Linked DNA regions of Oryctolagus cuniculus: region 2 is linked to region 1. A link is a contact called in public Micro-C data. All regions are on one chromosome and are shown on one strand. The core of a region is the stretch at or near the end of the contact, and the rest is flanking DNA. Distances in the headings are between cores, read along the strand shown.

Evidence for each region. A called contact is a pair of places that touch in the nucleus more often than the background predicts.
Region 2: a contact with region 1 is called in a Micro-C map of ear pinna, with 5 times the contacts expected there. The contact joins two enhancer-like sites. A contact is called at or near these places in 4 of 6 Hi-C or Micro-C datasets (ear pinna, liver, psoas muscle and 1 more).

What each region holds. Positions count from the first base shown.
Region 1 is chr20:46,139,262-46,142,822 of mOryCun1.1, reverse strand. EXOC3L4 (exocyst complex component 3 like 4) reads right to left here. Exons shown (of 13, transcript XM_051834845.2): 10 at 2,949-3,068; 11 at 2,712-2,864; 12 at 2,277-2,398; 13 at 1,189-1,652. The coding sequence ends at 1,460. Among named protein-coding and RNA genes, the nearest start is that of EXOC3L4, 11 kb to the right of the region's middle. Within about 2 kb of position 1,917, at least 5 of the 8 cell types and tissues checked have an H3K27ac peak or open chromatin away from gene starts, as enhancers often do. A contact at or near this core is called in ear pinna, where this site is marked.
Region 2 is chr20:46,173,644-46,177,204 of mOryCun1.1, reverse strand. No RefSeq gene overlaps it. Among named protein-coding and RNA genes, the nearest start is that of TNFAIP2, 21 kb to the right of the region's middle. Within about 2 kb of position 1,879, at least 1 of the 8 cell types and tissues checked has an H3K27ac peak or open chromatin away from gene starts, as enhancers often do. A contact at or near this core is called in ear pinna, where this site is marked.

The DNA.
Region 1 (3,561 bases), core at 668-3,167:
CCGAGTACGCTGCTCTCCAATCAGGAGCAGGTCCTACAGTTTATTGGTTGAACTGGAGGCAGCTGTGCGGAAGCTGTTTACTTCTCTCCCAGCGCCATATTGTGGGAGAGCAGATGCATAGAATAAGTCTTAATTCCAGTAACTCAGTCCAGTCCGGGCTGCTCCCCACAATGGACAACAGGCTTTTCATTGTAAGAAGAAAAAATCATATAAAAATGAAATCTGGTGCCCAAAAGCCAGAGCCGTGCCGTCAGCCTTGCTGTGAGTGCCTCTCATTTCTTTGCGCCGACACCTCTCACACCTTGGGGCCCCTGAACCGGCTGGAGCTGGTCTCCGGCAACCGCCCACCCCCTTCTCTTCAGGTCAGGCCCAGACACGGTGAGGCCCGCTGTGCAGGGGTGTGGTGGGCATCCATCACCACCAGCCCCGCTTCTCCCTGGACATCTCCCGGCTCGGCTCCCAGCCTTCCTGGAAAGCCCGGGGCTGCCAAGGTAAATATGCAAATGATTCCCAGCAGCCTCGCCCTAAGACTGCAGCCAAATGGTGGCGCCAGGCTCCAGGAGAGGGGGGTGCACCCCAGGCGGTTTCCCTGCAGGGCCCGCCCCCTCCGCACACCTCGAGTGACATCCCCTACAGTACTGGGACAACTCTCTGCTGGGAAGCCCCGCCCACATCTGGCCCAGAAACCCCAAGCTTCAGAAGGGGCCTGGCCTCTCCTTGTTTCCTGCCCAGGAGGGGCCCAGGCTGTGCCCACCCTGATGGGGGAGCCCACCTGACACACAAGGCCGGTGGGCCCAGGGTTCCTCATGGTCAAGACCTAGTCTGGGGCTGGCGCTGTGGCGTAGCAGGTAAAACTGCTGCCCGCAGTGCCAACATCCTATATGGGTGCCGGTTCGAGTCCTGGCTGGTCCACTTCTGATCCAGCTCTCTGCTATGGCCTGGGAGAGCAGTAGAAGATGGCCCAAGCTCCAGGCTCCTGGTTTCGGATCAGCACAGCTCGGGCCGTTGCAGCCAGTTGGGGAGTGAACCAGCCTCTTTCTCTCTCAGTGTAACTCTGACTTTCAAATAAACAAATAAATCTTTTTTTTTTAAAAAAAGACCTAGTCCGTTCTGCAGTCACAGGGCCTCGGTCCTCTCACCCACACAGCGGGCACAAAAGGGCCAGCCTGGCCCCACGTCTTCCTTAGGTAGACACCATTTTAATTCATTTATTTTAAAAATAAATACTCTGTCCCTCTCCATCTGGGGCTGGTGCTGGACAGTCCTGCCGCGTGGACGGCACCCCGCTGCCCCAAACACTCCCCCACACACGCCGGGGACGGCTTCCTCCCGGCGGGTCCCGCAGCTGTGCAGGGCTGAGAGCAACTGCCGGCTTCAGAGCTGGGAGGCCGGCCCAGAGCGAGCCTCGGCCCCGCCGGGGGCTCCGCGCGCGGCCTCCAGCCGCCGCAGGCCGGCCGCACTAGACACAGGTGAGGAGCACGTCCACGGAGGCGGGCACCTCGATCTCGTCGAAGAGCACGCGCGCGGGCGGCGCCGCGGGGCCCCGGGCCTGGGCCGCGGCTCTCAGCAGGGCCTGCGCGTGCCGCAGGAGGCTCTGGTTCCGCCGGCGGCCCAGGCGGCGCAGCGCCAGGACGGCCAGGACGTGGTCCCGCCTGCGAGGACACGCGCGCGGTCAGGGCGAGCTGGCCCGAGCAGCCGGCACGAGGCACGCCCCCAGCGCTCCGGGGGCTGGGCAGGGCGCACGGGAGCCGGGGGCAGGCCCGGGGCCGTGGGGGCTCCTTCCGCAGGGGCCGTGGCGGAGCGGGGCGAAGCGCGAGGCGAGAGCCCCCTCCCTGCGGGGTCCCGGCGCGGGGCTCGCCGGCCGACCCGGGGCGGGGTGGGGGGGGGCCCGGAGCGCCGCGCCAGGGGGGCGGGCCATGGGAGGGAAGGCGGGGCGAGCGCCGGGGGGGCGGGGCTTCGGGCGGCCTCTGCGTCGTTCCGGATTCTCCAAGGTCACGGAGACTTGAACTGGGATTTCCACGGCCCCAGCACTCCCCGGACCTCCTGCCTCCAGGCAGGCTCGGGCTCCCCCGGGGTCGGGGTCGCGCCGCGGGACCGATCCAGGAGCGTGAGGAGTAATAGGTCATGGCAGAGGGGCGGTCGGGACCCCGGCCAGCGCCGGGCCGCGCCCCTCACCCTGGCTTCCTCTCCCGCCGGCCTGTGGGCCCGGGACTCCTTGGAAGGGGCTAGCGCCAGGACCCGTAGCCTCCCCCAGTGGGGAACAGGTGGCTACGAACCTGAAGTCGGGGTAGGTCTCTATGAGCGTCTGCAGATGCTTCCTGATGTCGTCTTTGTAGGTCTCGCCCAGGATCTCGGCCACGCACGGGATGGCCTGGTCCAGCCACGTGGCCTTAGAGCCCTGCGGAGACCGGGACAGGCGCACCTGTGTGCGGGCCAGGCCGTCCTGCCGCAGCCCCTGCGTCCCCGCCCGCAGCCGAGCGGCCCACATGCACTTCCCTCTCGGGCAGCTCAGACAACGGATGGAGGGCGGCAGGGCCCCCGCCCCAAGGGCTCGGGGTCTGGGTTGGAGAGAGACCTTCCACAGGCCCCGCTGGGACCCTCACCCACCCCACCACAAGCTGTATGCAAATACGGGCAAAGTGCAGCCCACCTGGCCCCGCCCCCTCGCAGCCCAGCAGCAGTGAGGGCAGGGCAGTAAACACTGCTCTTACCAAGCCCTGGAAGGTGTTGCTAATGGCCTGGGCGTCCAGACTCATCTTCTGGGAGCCGTTCACCCGGTCCGTGCCCCGGAATCGCTCCTGTGGTCTCAGCGCCTGTGCCAGGTACTCACGGACCACGTAGCGGTGCACCTCCTGCAGAATCTCCTGGGCAGGTGGTGTCCAGGTCAGGGTCCAAGGCCCCAGCCCTGGGCACAGCCAACCAATGACACCCCCCCCCCCACCGCCTACCTGCGCTTGTGGCGGGACCACGTGCTCCAGGTGGCGGGCGAAGGCCACCACCCTGTCCATGAGGGGCCCCAGCAGGTCCTCCGTGAGCCAGCCCTTGGTGCACACGGCCCTGAACAGTGGCTGGGGACAGAGGGCAGGGGCAGTCCTTCAAGCCCCCTCTCCCTGCCCCACCCAATTTCTGACCCCTTCTCTTCGGGGTTCACGGTGCTTCCTCGCCTTAGCCACAGGTTATGTCACTGGGTCTCTCCCACAACGCCTCTTCCAGGCCGGGCTCTGGTGCAGCATCCAGCCAGGCCCAGCTTCAGGGGTGCCCTGGGGGTCTTGAGGGGCCAGAGGAGAGGCCTCGGCCTGATCCGGCCTGTGAACGCACTGACCCAGGCTTGGCTGTTGACCCCTACGAAGGGGAGCCTGGGAAGTCCTCTGTGTGCCTTCCTACCCCTCACTCACACCCCTGTGGTAAATCAGCGCTGGGCCTGGCCCCTGGGCACCTGCTGGGCATGGCGAGTAGGGAGAGAAAGGCCTGCCCGTTCACTGGGAGAGAAAGGCCTGCCCACTCACCCGCCCCGCTCACTGGGAGGGAAAGGCCTGCCCCATTCACCAGGGGAGAAAGGCC
Region 2 (3,561 bases), core at 630-3,129, 34 kb before region 1:
CAGCGGGCGGAGACCGGGCAGTGAGGGAGCCGAGTTTTTTTTTTTTTTTTTTTTTTTTTTTGGACAGGCAGAGTGGACAGAGTGGCCACAGATCAGTGAGAGAGAGAAAGACAGAGAGAAAGGTCTTCCTTTGCCGTTGGTTCACCCCGCAATGGCCGCTGTGGCCGGCGCACTGTGGCTGGCCAGGAACCAGGTGCTTCTCCTGGTCTCCTATACGGGTGCAGGGCTCAAGGACCTGGGCCATCCTCCACTGCACTCCTGGGCCACAGCAGAGAGCTGGCCTGGAAGAGGGGCGACTGGGACAGAATCCGGCGCCCAGACCGGGACTAGAACTCAGGGTGCCGGTGCCGCAGGCGGAGGATTAGCCTAGTGAGCCGCGGCGCCGGCCATGAGCCGAGGTTTTACTGCAGCATCAGAGGCAGTAGAGAGAGAAGGAACTCCAGAGAAGCCAAGACAAGCGCAGCCCGCGCCCAGCCTGCCCTGGGGTCCCAGTCGGGGCCCCTCCCGCCCCTGTGGGGTGTGCTCTGCACAGCTGCAGGCTGGGGCCTGGCCACAGATCAATCACCCTGCCTTTAGTGGGAAAAGATGCCCACTGGCCCAAGGCTTGGCCTGGCCAAACCCTTCATGGATAACTGACAGGAGGGTTGGTCAGTCCTGTTTCGAGATGTCCCAGCCCCTGAAGAGAGAAGAGGCGTTCTCGGGCCTGCTGACTGTGAGGTACAGGCCGCACGGCCGGCAGCGTCCGGTCCAGCTTCCCTGGGCAGATCTGTCCCAGCGTGCTGCCGTCGTACCCTGCTACACAGCATCCCTAGAGTTGCCCTACAGGTTGGTAGCTCCCCGTGATGTCCGGTCACGGGTGCTCCCCCAAATCAGAGAACGCTGCGCTGGCTCCCTCTGAACATGGCGGAGCGGAATGGCTATTCCCCTGCCTGCGCTGTGGCGCAGTGGGTGAAGTCACTGCCTGCAGCGCCGGCACCCCACACGGGCGCTGGTTCGAGTCCCGGCTGCTCCTCTTCCGATCCAGCTCTCTGCTACTGCGTCTGGGAAAGCAGTGGAAGTTGACCCCTCCAACCACATGGGAGACCTGGATGGAATTCCAGGCTCCTGACTTCGGCCTGGCCCAGCCCGGCATTGTAGCCACTTGGGGAGTGAATTAGCAGGCGGAAGATCTCTCTCTCTCTCATTTTCTCTCTCTCTGTCTCTCTCAGAACTCTGGCTTTCAAATTAATAAATCTTTACAGATTGAAAGAGAGGTTGTTTACTTCTTGCAGATGTCCTGAGAGTTTCCAGGCCACCCTGCAACGAGACCCCTGTACAGGCGACGGCTTGTGCTTGTCCTCTCGTGTCTGGTACCACAGCCACCCTGGAAGTGGAGGCGACTCGAGACCCAGGGCCTCTAAGTAAGAGGTGTAGCGCACAGACAAGCCCCGTTCTCTTCATCTGAGACGTGCCCAAGGCGCTCTCACAGTTCAGAATCCAGCGATGTGACCCCGGTACCCGTACCCAGGCCACACTTCCCCGAGAAAAACAGGCAAGCAAAATCCCAGTTTTTTATTTGGAGTTATTGTCAAGGCCATAGCAACAAGTTCTGAAGCCTTGGAAAAGTGGGGCGGCTCGGCTGTTCAAACATCAGATTCCTCGTGACCCAGAAACGAGCCAGCTGCTCAGAGTTGCGACACTTCACACGGGAAGGCAAGACGTGTCCTCGTGTTCTCCCGTGGAGTCTTCTCACCACGTTTCGTAACAGAATGATTCCTTCCCAGGATCTCAGGGGAGGAGATGTCATTCGCTCTCTTAAATTCCTCTTGTTGGGGGCCGGTGCCCTGGCGTAGCGGGTGAAGCCGCTGCCTGCAGTGCTGGCATCCCATGTGGGCGCTGATTCGAGTCCCGGCTGCTCCACTTCAGATCCAGCTCTCTGCTGTGGCCTGGGAGAGCAGTGGAAGATGGCCCAAGCCGTTGGGCCCCTGAACCCACGCGGGAGACCTGGAAGAAGCTCCTGGCTGCAGGTTTCGGATCGGCACAGCTCCGGCTGTTGCAGCCGATTGGACTTCTCCGTCTTCGCTGCCTCTGCCTCTCTGTAACTCTGCCTTTCAAATAAATAAATAAATCTTGAAAAAAAAAAATCCTTTTGTTAAATCTGTGCATCTTTGTTTTTAAGGCCAGGCTCTGGAATTCATTAGAATTGGCCTTAGAAACAGGAGGTGGGCACAGCACTTAAGAGGCCACTTGGGATGCCCACACCACGTATCTGAGTGCTGGTTCGAGTCCTGGCTCTGCTCGCCATCCAGCTTCCTGCTAACGTGCACTCCAGGAGGCAGTGGGGGTGGCTCAGGCACTGGGGTCCCAGCCACCCACATGGGGGACCTGGATTTGAGTTCCTGGCTCCTGGCGTTTCTGCCTGGTCCAGCCCCACTACCGCAGGCATTTGGGGAGTGGACCAGCAGGTGGAGGATCTCGTTCTGTCTCTGTCTCTACCTTACAAATAAAATAACTAAAAGGAACTGAATAAGGAGAGAGCCCTGCCTGGGGAGGTCAGTTTTGCCGAGGCAACAGGAGCAATGAATCGACAGGCTCTGAGCGACAGCTCGGCCAAGAGTGCTCTCATCTCCCAGACGGCAGAGGCACACGGCAGACTCCCCCGGCTCGGCCCCGCTTGCCAGGGTCTCCCTCAAAGCTGTGGTCTGGGGGCCGGTGCTGCGGCGCAGCCGGTACAGCTGCCGCCTGTGATGCCAGCATCCCACATGGGCGCCGGTCTGAGTCCCAGCTGCTCCACTTCCCATCCAGCTCCCTGCTGATGGCCTGGGAAAAGCAGCAGAAGATGGTCCAGGTCTTGAGGCCCTGTACCTGCGTGGGAGACCTGGGTGAAGCTCCTGGCTCCTGGCTTTGGCCTGGCCTGGCTCAGCCCAGCTCTGGCTGTTGTGGCCATTTAGGGAGTGAACCAGCAGATAGAAGATAGAGATCTCTTTGTTTCTACTTCTCTAAATAACTTAACCTGTCAAATAAATAAATAAATATTTTTAAAATGGGGGTCATCTGTGGAGGGAGCGGGGGGGGGGGGCGCAAGGGAGCTGGTGCAAAAAAAAAAAAAAAAAAAAGTTACCTATGACCTGACAATGGAAAATCCCAGAAATGGACAACCCATAAGTTTGCGTTACTTTTATTACCATGTGTTATTATTATATTGTTCTATTTTATTCTTTACTGATGTTCCTCTGCTCCTGTATCTAACTTACAGACTGAATTTTATTGTGGGTGTGTATGGACGGGCAGCAACACGGCGCTGAGAACAGCGGCGTCCCCTGGGGGCCTGGGACCGCACCTCCCTCAGGTTGGGGGGGCTGCCACGCTGCAGAGGTCAATTCCACAGAAGACTGCTGGCTCGCTCCAGCACCGAGGATGGTAGCCGGCTCCCTCGCGGCTGTGCCAGAACCAGAGGCAATTTTCTGTCCATTTTGTGGCAATCTCCGGACAAGAAAGTCCCCAAAAGTTTGTTGTTATGCAACTAACACAGAAGAAGTTGCCCACATTTGTCTTATTTTGTTTTTATAGATTTATTTTTTT